Linked DNA regions of Zea mays: region 1 is linked to region 2. Evidence: chromatin contacts called from public Hi-C data. All regions are on one chromosome and are shown on one strand. The core of a region is the stretch at or near the end of the contact, and the rest is flanking DNA. Distances in the headings are between cores, read along the strand shown. Region 1 holds the start of LOC541991 (glutathione transferase 6). Region 2 holds the start of LOC100194084.

Region 1 (4,733 bases), core at 967-3,466, 160 kb before region 2:
AGAACGCTCCCAAGGCTTTGGTGGTGAACCGCATTTAAAGTACAAGTTAATAGCATCAAAATCCATTCCTATCGGTGAAATCAAGGGTTATGTCAAGAACAATTCCAATAACTAACTAACTAACGGGCATAGCTGATGTACTGCCTACTCCCAAGCCATTGATTCAGTAGCAAAGCAAAGCATGCACACACAGCGGCTAAAATATTCTTGACCGCCATGCAATACACAGGAGCAAATAACTCCTATAAGAGCATAGCCAAAAGAGGCTCTAAACATGACCTTGTTTTAAAATATAAGGCTCGAGACCATTAAAAACATCCTCCAACAATGACCCTATTTTATGATGATCAGTAGCTGGTACGAAAGGATGATCAGCCACACTTGGACTGGAACATGGGCCAGACTCCTACATGAGGCAATCATGAGGAATTTTCCGCAATGGGCGAAAGCCTGACGGAGCAATGTCGTGTGGAGGTGGAAGGTCTACGGGTCGTCAACTTCTTTTCTCGAGAAAAATCACTAAATAATTATAGAGCTCGGTCTCACATGTCCTAAATATAGTACCCCATGTATGGGAGCTCTATCTCGTTTTCTCTTAATCTTCAACTATATATTTTCCTAATAACGTGATTTATTTCCTATGATTATTTAAGCCTTAACGGTTGGAGTGAAAATTTTAATTGAAGCCCTAAACATTTTTAGGGAAATAGAGCTCCTCGTTGGAGATGCTATGCCTGGACTTTCATTTGATTGGAGCTTTTAGGTTGTGTAATGAACACGAGCTGAATTCGCTACTGAACATCACCCCTCCACCATGGGGGAGAGGGGTAAAAAGGAGCCCGACCGACGCCCCCTCTCAGGTTGCATGAGAAATCGGGTCCCTGCGACCTCCCAAGGTACCAATCACTCGAAATCTTGGTGAGCGCTAGGTTTCAAGCCGACTCGAGTACTCCTATCGAGAAACTGTGCGCACAATGAGGATCTAGGGCTACATGAGACAGGGGAGGGGAAGTGGCGACGAACTTGACATGGCTATCCTGTCCTCCTCCTCTCTCTTCCCTCCTCCTCCACCAGGCCTGTTGAGTCTGGCCTTGGCCTGGTCGACGCGATAAATAATAGCATATTTGGTTGAGCTTTTTTCTGACCAACTTTTCTGAAAATCTGGCTGTGAGGAGAATCTAGCTGTATAGAGAATCTGAGTATCATTAGGATTACGTGCGGAGGAAGATAATCTGGCTGTGACGGATTCCTACTATTGCAATGACTCAACCGATTATGTGTTTACGTTGATTTTGAATGGTTTTTGCCCAAACGAATTGTATAGAAGCTGGCTGAAAAGCTGAGCGTTTGACAGTCCGCAACAGCTTTTAGTGGCCAGAAGCTGCAAAAAGCTGAAACAAACAGGGGATTGCGCTCTTCACGGGAAATTTCACCGGTTAGCTTCTTTCTCGCCACCACTCCATCTGCTGGCGATCCAACAACACGCCCCCGCCCTGTCCCCTCCAACCTTCCCTCCCGATCTGGTTGCACGCACACGCCCCGTTCCCTCCATCCTCTGCTTCACAATCCGTCTGCATGCTTCCACCCAGTTTGGATTTCGCGTTATGGTTCTCGTCGTTGGATCTACCACCACAGGAGACCTGGGAAGTTGTATCGTACGTCATGGATGACCAGACGGTTAGACATAGTGGCATACAGAGTGGACGACCCGAGACATGACAGACCATGGTGAGTATTGTCCATGTTGCCACAAAGACCGTGGCAGGACGCACCGTAGAGGGTGTGCCGCCACAGTGCCACTCTTCGAATTGCTGGGGCCAGATAGCCCGGGACTGTGCATGATGCTAACACAGCTACACATGTAGTGTCCAACAGACGCCCCGGATTGTATATACTCATGCTACTAGACATTGGAATCTTTTCAAGTCCCTTTACCTTGCCCTTACCATTATAATCAAATGGTATGCTCTCATATTTATTCTTGAGAAAGTAGTTCATTAGTGAAGTGCTGTCTGCTGTGTAACTGATACTAAATTTTGAGCCCAGAATGTGCACAGAATTTGACTAAATTTGGTCCAAAAATGTCTAATAAGTTTGGGTATTCAAATCAGAATAATACCCTTCACAAAAGTGGTCGCAGTAGGTAACGAGATCAAAATAAAGGACCCTTCTCGGTCGAGACTGTAGTATACCAAAAACCAAAGTAGCTGTCGTCACTGATGACCACAGGTGGCCGGCCGAACAAACCCTCGGCACGATCGCCTGCCTCCATAAATCTCCCTCTTCACTTCAGGCGAAAAGGATCAACCAAACCCTCTAATCCATTTCGGCATTTCCAACGCCTTCGCCCTACCAGCCACGTCGCTTCGAGGCCGATCGACCGAGCAGCTGGTGGCAATGGCGGCGGCGGCGGAGGTCGTGCTGCTGGACTTCTGGGTGAGCCCCTTCGGGCAGCGCTGCCGGATCGCGCTGGCGGAGAAGGGCGTGGCCTACGAGTACCGCGAGCAGGACCTCCTGGACAAGGGCGAGCTGCTCCTCCGCTCCAACCCCATCCACAAGAAGATCCCCGTCCTGCTCCACGCCGGCAGGCCCGTCTGCGAGTCGCTCGTCATCCTCCAGTACATCGACGAGGCCTGGCCGGACGTCGCGCCGCTCCTCCCCAAGGACGACCCCTACGCCCGCGCGCAGGCGCGTTTCTGGGCCGATTACATCGACAAGAAGGTGACTGCTTCCTGCTTGTCGGTTTCTATACGCATGCATGTCTCTTGTCTCCTTTCAGTTGTCTTGTAAGATGATTTTCTCACAAAAAAAAAAAGATTCTTGCTTCGGTTTCTATCGATCGAAAATCTAACTAGGGTGGTAAATCCATCGTTAGATCCATTACTAAATAATTATTCCGTCCTAAAATATTAACCGTTTTAGCATTTTAATATATTCATACAATACAATATTTAGTATATATATGTGTTATATATAGAGAGATTTATTAGCATACATACATTTGAATATATACATAAAATTTAAGGACTAAAATGGACCACCAGGCCCACAATTGCTTGGAAATGATTTAAATTTAGGAATATGACAAAATAAGCTGTAAAGCAGTCACCTTTCTAACTTTTATTAGGTACACTAGTGCTAGTTAGTTGGAAAATTGGTGCAACAACTATAGGTGCCTTGCCACTTCAGCAATGTTTCGGAACAATAAACATATATCCTGTGCGAAAGATCGCTGCTTTACTACGAGTGTAAGTGCGCCACGAATTTTTTTTTTGGCGAAGATCCCTACGAATGCTTACGAGAGACATTTATTCACCATCTCCGTTCTCCATAAGAATAAATCTCCAACAGTGTGATCCTCATTCTCACTTAAATTATATTTATTATCAATACAAAACATTGTCACTTATATATATTGTAGATATAAGAAATCACTATGTGTACAAAATGAACACATTTGTACGATAAGTGATCTCTTGGTAAGATAATTATTTATTTTTATCATTAACTAGTACACGAAAATATCGTTATATGCCAGTTTAACGGGTCTTCGTGGAGAATAGGGATGAGGAATGCTTTCTCGTTCCCGTTTATCCGTCGAAGGGGAGAAATTTCCGGTTTACATCTCTATCCCATGATGAAGGAATTTCCTGAGGAATCGTGGATGGGGCCATTGCTATCTCTACTTAGGTCCAATTATTTATTAGCACATCGGTGCTTGCAAGCGTCACCGTCGTATTTTTTGGAGTGAGGCTCTATTTGTTTATCCTATAAATTATATAATCTAGCTTAAATAAAGCCTCGTTTAGGAGGGCTCCCGGACGGCTCCGGCTTCAGCTCCTTGCCACAGCCCTTCTGAACGCAGCGCCAAAAAATGGCTCTAGAGCCCAAAATTTTGGCTGTGCACGGCTCCGCTCCGCATACGAGCGCGAAACTGCGCAGTTTGGGCCATCCGCCATCGTGCTTTTCTGGCCTACGAGTCTTTCTTGTCGCACTCCACAATCCACGGTCGTTTCTCTTCCACGAGTTCGTAGTTTGGTTTCAGTTTGGTAATAGTTTGACGCCTGAAGAAAGCCTGAATGAAGCAAAAAAAAAATCCTGCTACTTAACCTGCTAAGTAGTTTAAAAAAAAGATCCTGCTACTTAACCTGCTAAGTAGTTAAGTAGCAGTTCTAGATCAATGGTTTGGTGAAGGTTGCAGTTTGGTTGCATTATTTTCATTTCACCACTTATGTGAAGCTGTCTTTTTGTTTGATGAATCCTGCAATAGTTTGACGCCCTCCCTCTGCAAAAGTTTGGTGCTGCAATAGTTTGACGTTGTCACTGTTGTCTCAGTTTCAGTTCCGCTCAGTTCCTATTATTTCGGTTTCAGTTTAGCTTTAGGACAACTCAAACCATTGATCTATAATTTTTTGATTAGCCTCAAAAGGTTCAAATCGATACACCAAATCAAAAAATACATGAGGAGCCGTTTTGCCAAACGATTTGTAAAAGACACAGTCTTCTACGGAAGAGCTACTCTTTTAAAGGAGTTAGAGCCGGAGCCGTTTTCAGAGGAGCCGGAGCCCTCTCAAATAGGGCATAAGTAGAGAGATAAACAAACAACATATTATTAGATAAATTATATAACCTAGATACCTAGATTATGATAATTCATAAGCTGGACTAAACAAAGTCAGGACCATTTATCTGCCACATTAATTACTTTACTGTAAGGATTTGTGAGACATCCT
Region 2 (4,555 bases), core at 1,025-3,524:
CGTTATGATGTCGATGTGGTCAGGTCACTGAATACTCAGCTACACACAGAAGGAGAGCACAACGCATGCAATGACTGACAGGCTGTTTTGTGACATTAGGTCACTGCAAAAGGTAGTGCCAAGCCTGCTGCGATGATCAACAGCATGTCGTCCACATAATAATCTAGATAATCAAGGATATAGTAACACCAAAGTTGCCAGGGCTTGTCAAGCACACATCTCCTGTACAAAATCTGCATGCAGAGTACGAGCCTCGTATCCATGCAAGATGATATGTAGCTTCCCAGCCTGATAAGAGTCAGCTAGTCCTACCGCAAGGCAGATAACCTACAGGGCTGAGAGATAAGAGAAACATGTTAGTAGCAGTGTGCATTGTAACCTCCCTACTACACCCATGACAAGGCAGTGATAATTTGATCTAGAAGCAAGCAAAAATATTTGATGCAGCGGTAATACCTACTGATTGTCGTATCCATCCACTTCAATCTACTTCTGCAAGCATGTGCCCACAACCTACTCAACAATAAGAGGGGAAAAAGAGAAGTTTCTTTTTTAGCAGACACCAAACAACATCACTTCACATTTCACAAGATAAGAAGGAAAAAAAAGGTGCTTTCTTTCACAAGCAATGGTCTCAATTAATAGAATCTGATTTCACAGTGTTTACCAATGCATTCAGGACGTCAGGTTCCCCTACTGTTGATTGGCTTCTATGCCGCTTGTTATCAGAAGTGAAATGTTTTTTTTAACCACAATTGCTTGCAGTTTTATTTCATCTTTCAAAGAAGATTATGGAACAAATACAGGCAACCTCCTTGGCATACACATGACTGACGAAAATTAATGCCAACCAACTTCTCCAATGATAGAAAAGGCAACAAATCCACAGGGCATGGCGCTCTTAATCACGAGTAGGTTGGTTTAAGAATAAACATGCAGCATACACAGCTAATTGTACAATCAACAGGGATCGCATTTAATCATGATGGTTTATATGGCTGTTATTATGATCCTGACACATTATCGTCATTGTTGCTACTTATTACCGTGGAAAAGTCAGCAGTCTTAACAGACTGAAAGGTGCAATGCTATCGCCACATTGTGATGCTTACAGACCTGTGAAATATGATCTTTAATCTTCACGCTGATGGATTCATCCAACGCCCTCTCGGCAAGCTCGTACATCACGAAATGACCTTCCGGTCCAGCAATTTTCTCCTTCAGCAAGTACCTGCATCAATGGAACCGATGAAGCAACCGAATTCTTTGCAATGGACTACAGCTTCCAGAGCGCGCACCGGGACCAACCTTTGCTGCACTAGGTGTTCGAGCGCCTGCTTATTGTTGCCAAGAACAAGGTGAGCTTCATCAGTCTCGTTCAAACCCACCCGCTTCAACTGATGCCAGAGGTCCTCTAAAATGGGATCCGAAAGAACTTGGGAACATCAGAGGAGGATGTTTTCCTAACCAAAGGATATGTTTTGATCCCCTTTTCCTTACCTTCGGGCATTTTGCCACCAGCAAGATGAATAATGCCAATGACAGCGAAAGCGAAGCCGGACAGATGGGCGGCGGCCTTGTCCTCGACGTACTTGCTGTACACCTCAGGGTCTAACATGCTGACCAGAACATAGCTCTTGGCATCCGCGTTAACTAAAGACATTTCCCACACATTCTACCAGTCATTGCCAGCCCGTAACCGCTGTGGTTGACATACAGAGGAAAGGAACAAAATAATAATAAACGAGAGAGAGAGAAAAAAAGGACGCCTTACACTGCCGCTGTGCCGGCCGGCCAGAGCGCGTGGCCGGCGCGCGGGTCCTTTGTAGCTCCCTCATCTCGTAGCCGAAGGTTGCGGCGAGCCTCTCCTTGGCCTCGTTGATGACCAGCGTGGGCAGCGCGCGCTGGCGGTAGTTCTTGGTGATGATCCCGGTGAGCTCCTCCCGCTTGATGGGGCAGTCGGAGCTCTGGTGCGTCTTGAAGAGCACGTAGCGCATCACCTCCGCCACCAGCTTGTCCTTCTCCTGCAGGAAGGGTGGGTCAGACAAACCGTCGAACACCTCGCGGGTGGGCGTTCCGCAGCGCGGAGGGTCGACGCGGCATGACGTTGCGTACCTCCTTAGAGATGTCGATCTGGGCGAGCTCGTCGCTGGTCGCCATCGGGAGAGCGCGGCGACGGGTGTTCTTGGCAGGTGTCGCCGCCCTAGGATGCGTGGAAGAGGAGACGTCGCTTGGTTGGCGGCGGGAACGAATCGAGGGTCGAGGAGAGTGTGGAATTTGCGCGCGCGCTTGGGCGGATTGGGTGTTGCGTGTTGGCGCCACCGAAGTAGAGGAAGCTTACCTGGGCCTGGCTGTCTGTTGGGCCATATATGTAAGGCACAATTTAGAGGCCTTTTGGGCTTGGACGAAGGTGTCTCAGTCTTCTTTTTACTTCTCTTTTCTTCAATTTAATAATAATACCGACTTGTCTCAACAAGATTCAATTTCCTCAAAAAGAATCAGATAACCGAATTTAGGCATTAGAAACTAATACACTTTCTTCCAGTTTGTACCATAATTCTAGCGTAGATTGTGAACAACAATTTTAGCGTAGAAATTGGAGCAAACAGTCTCAAACGCCGGCATTCTTGCCACTCTCCTTGCCGTTGTCTTGTGTGTGTCGCGGGGCCCAGAACCTGAGCCTGAGCTCCCGGCGCTCGAGCATCTTCTCCACCTCCTCGATCGGGAGACCCTTGGTTTCCGGCACGCAGACGAGCACGAAGGCGAGCGCGGCCACGGACAGGCCCCCGAAGATGAGGAACGTCCACGACGTCCCGATGGCCTCCGTCAGCGACAGGAACGACTGCGCCACGGCCAGGTTGGACACCCAGTTGGCGGTGGCCGCCGCGCCGCCACACACGCCGCGGTACCGCAGCGGGTAGATCTCCGAGTTGACGATCCACGGCACCGTGCCCATGCCGGGGGAGAAGAAGATGATGTAGAGCGCCAGGCCCAGCAGCGCCAGCCAGCCGTACCGGCTCGGGCACCCGCGGGTGTACCACAGCCGGCCCTCGCCGTGGCACGCGTCGCGCACCGTGTTGTTGGACACCAGGCACGCGCCCGGGAGGAGCCTGCCGGCGCCCGACGCGCAGAAGCCGCACTCGCTCGAACCCGCGGCCGCCTTGAGGCACCGGGTGCAGTCCCAGGACGCCCCGCCGCTGGCCGGCGACGACGGGCGGTAGGACGGACACGTCAGCGAGGCGTCGAAGCGAGCGGTCTCGGTGGCGCTCACGGCCGGGGAGTGGGACGCGGTCTCGTGGAACACGGCCGTGAGCACGCCGAGCGAGAGGATGACGCCCACGAGGCTGATGACCAGCAGCTTCCTCCGCCCCGTGCGGTCGATGAAGTAGATGCTGACGACGGAGCCGAGCGCGTTGAGGCCCGAGGTGACGAGCGACAGCGCCAGCGCCGTCTGGTTGGACGCGAACCCAGCCAGCTGCACGATCGTCGGGCTGTAGTACATCACCGTGTTGATGCCCACCAGCTGCTGGAACACCTGCAGCCCCACGCCGGCCACCAGCCCCCGGCGCACCGTCGCCGTCCGCACCAGCGCCACCAGGCTCAGCTTCTCCGACGACCCACGCTCCGCCGCCACCGACTCCTTCAGCTCCTCGATCTCCCGCTCCACCTCCTCCGCCGAGTAGATCCGCCGCAGGATCGCCTCTGCTTCTTCCGCCCTCCCCTGTTTCATTCCAGTTCGTCGTAGGCTCGTAGCCAACCAAAAAAAAAATGGACAGAAGAAAAGAAGAGTAGGCGAATTGGATGGATGGATACCTGTCTGTAGAGCCAGCGCGGGGATTCAGGCAGTGCGAGCATGAGGCCGAACTGGACGACGGCGGGGAGCGCGGCGACGCCGAGCATCCACCTCCACGTCCCCGGCGCCTTGGTGAAGGCGAGGTTGATGAGGTAGGCCAGGAACTGGCCGCCGGTGATGAGGAAGCCGTTGGTGCTGACGAGCGCGCCGCGGATCCTGGCGGGCGACGCCTCGGAGATGTAGAGCGGGGAGGTCATGGAGGCCATGCCGACGCCGAGGCCGACGAAGACGCGGCCCACCACGAGCTGCGCGGGGCGCGTGGCCGACGCCATCACCGCCGCGCCCGCGAAGAAGAGGGAGTCGGCCACCAGGATCGACGCCCGCCGCCCGAACCGGTCCGTGGTCCACCCGCCGATGGCCGCGCCGATGATCGCGCCGGCCACCGCCATGCTCACGATCATTTCCTGCATGGCATGGCGCGGTCATCAGTCAGCGTTGTTTGTTGTTTCTCGGCGCCCATCGGACGAGACTGATCCTTTTCCTTGTTGTTCTTTTGGCTCTTCTTACCTGAAGCCATGTGTTCCTGTCCACTGAAACGAAGTCGTCGCGGATGTAGAGCAGAGCTCCCGAAATGACACCTGCAGCACTCATCACACGCACGCACAGACACGGAAGCGGAGCTCACGTCACTGGTCACTTGCTCACTAATAACACGTACGATATCGTCGAACACTTTTCCAGCTAGCAGACGCTAACAGGAAA

What was found. Hi-C and Micro-C count contacts between places; a contact is called where the count stands out from the background.
Region 1: a contact with region 2 is called in a Hi-C map of leaf, with 2.3 times the contacts expected there. The contact joins the promoter of LOC541991 here to the promoter of LOC100194084 in region 2. A contact is called at or near these places in 8 of 25 Hi-C or Micro-C datasets (bundle sheath, ear, leaf and 2 more).

What each region holds. Positions count from the first base shown.
Region 1 is chr7:5,738,971-5,743,703 of Zm-B73-REFERENCE-NAM-5.0, reverse strand. It overlaps LOC541991 (glutathione transferase 6), which reads left to right and starts at 2,216. Exons shown (of 2, transcript NM_001153314.1): 1 at 2,216-2,721. The coding sequence starts at 2,398. It also overlaps the pseudogene LOC109940828.
Region 2 is chr7:5,574,397-5,578,951 of Zm-B73-REFERENCE-NAM-5.0, reverse strand. It overlaps LOC100194084, which reads right to left and starts at 2,274. Exons shown (of 7, transcript NM_001367045.1): 1 at 2,116-2,274; 2 at 1,775-2,024; 3 at 1,501-1,653; 4 at 1,309-1,414; 5 at 1,117-1,231; 6 at 457-513; 7 at 1-335. The coding sequence starts at 2,160. The coding sequence ends at 487. It overlaps LOC100501657, which reads right to left. Exons shown (of 4, transcript NM_001323549.1): 2 at 4,361-4,431; 3 at 3,814-4,257; 4 at 2,467-3,721. The coding sequence ends at 2,612.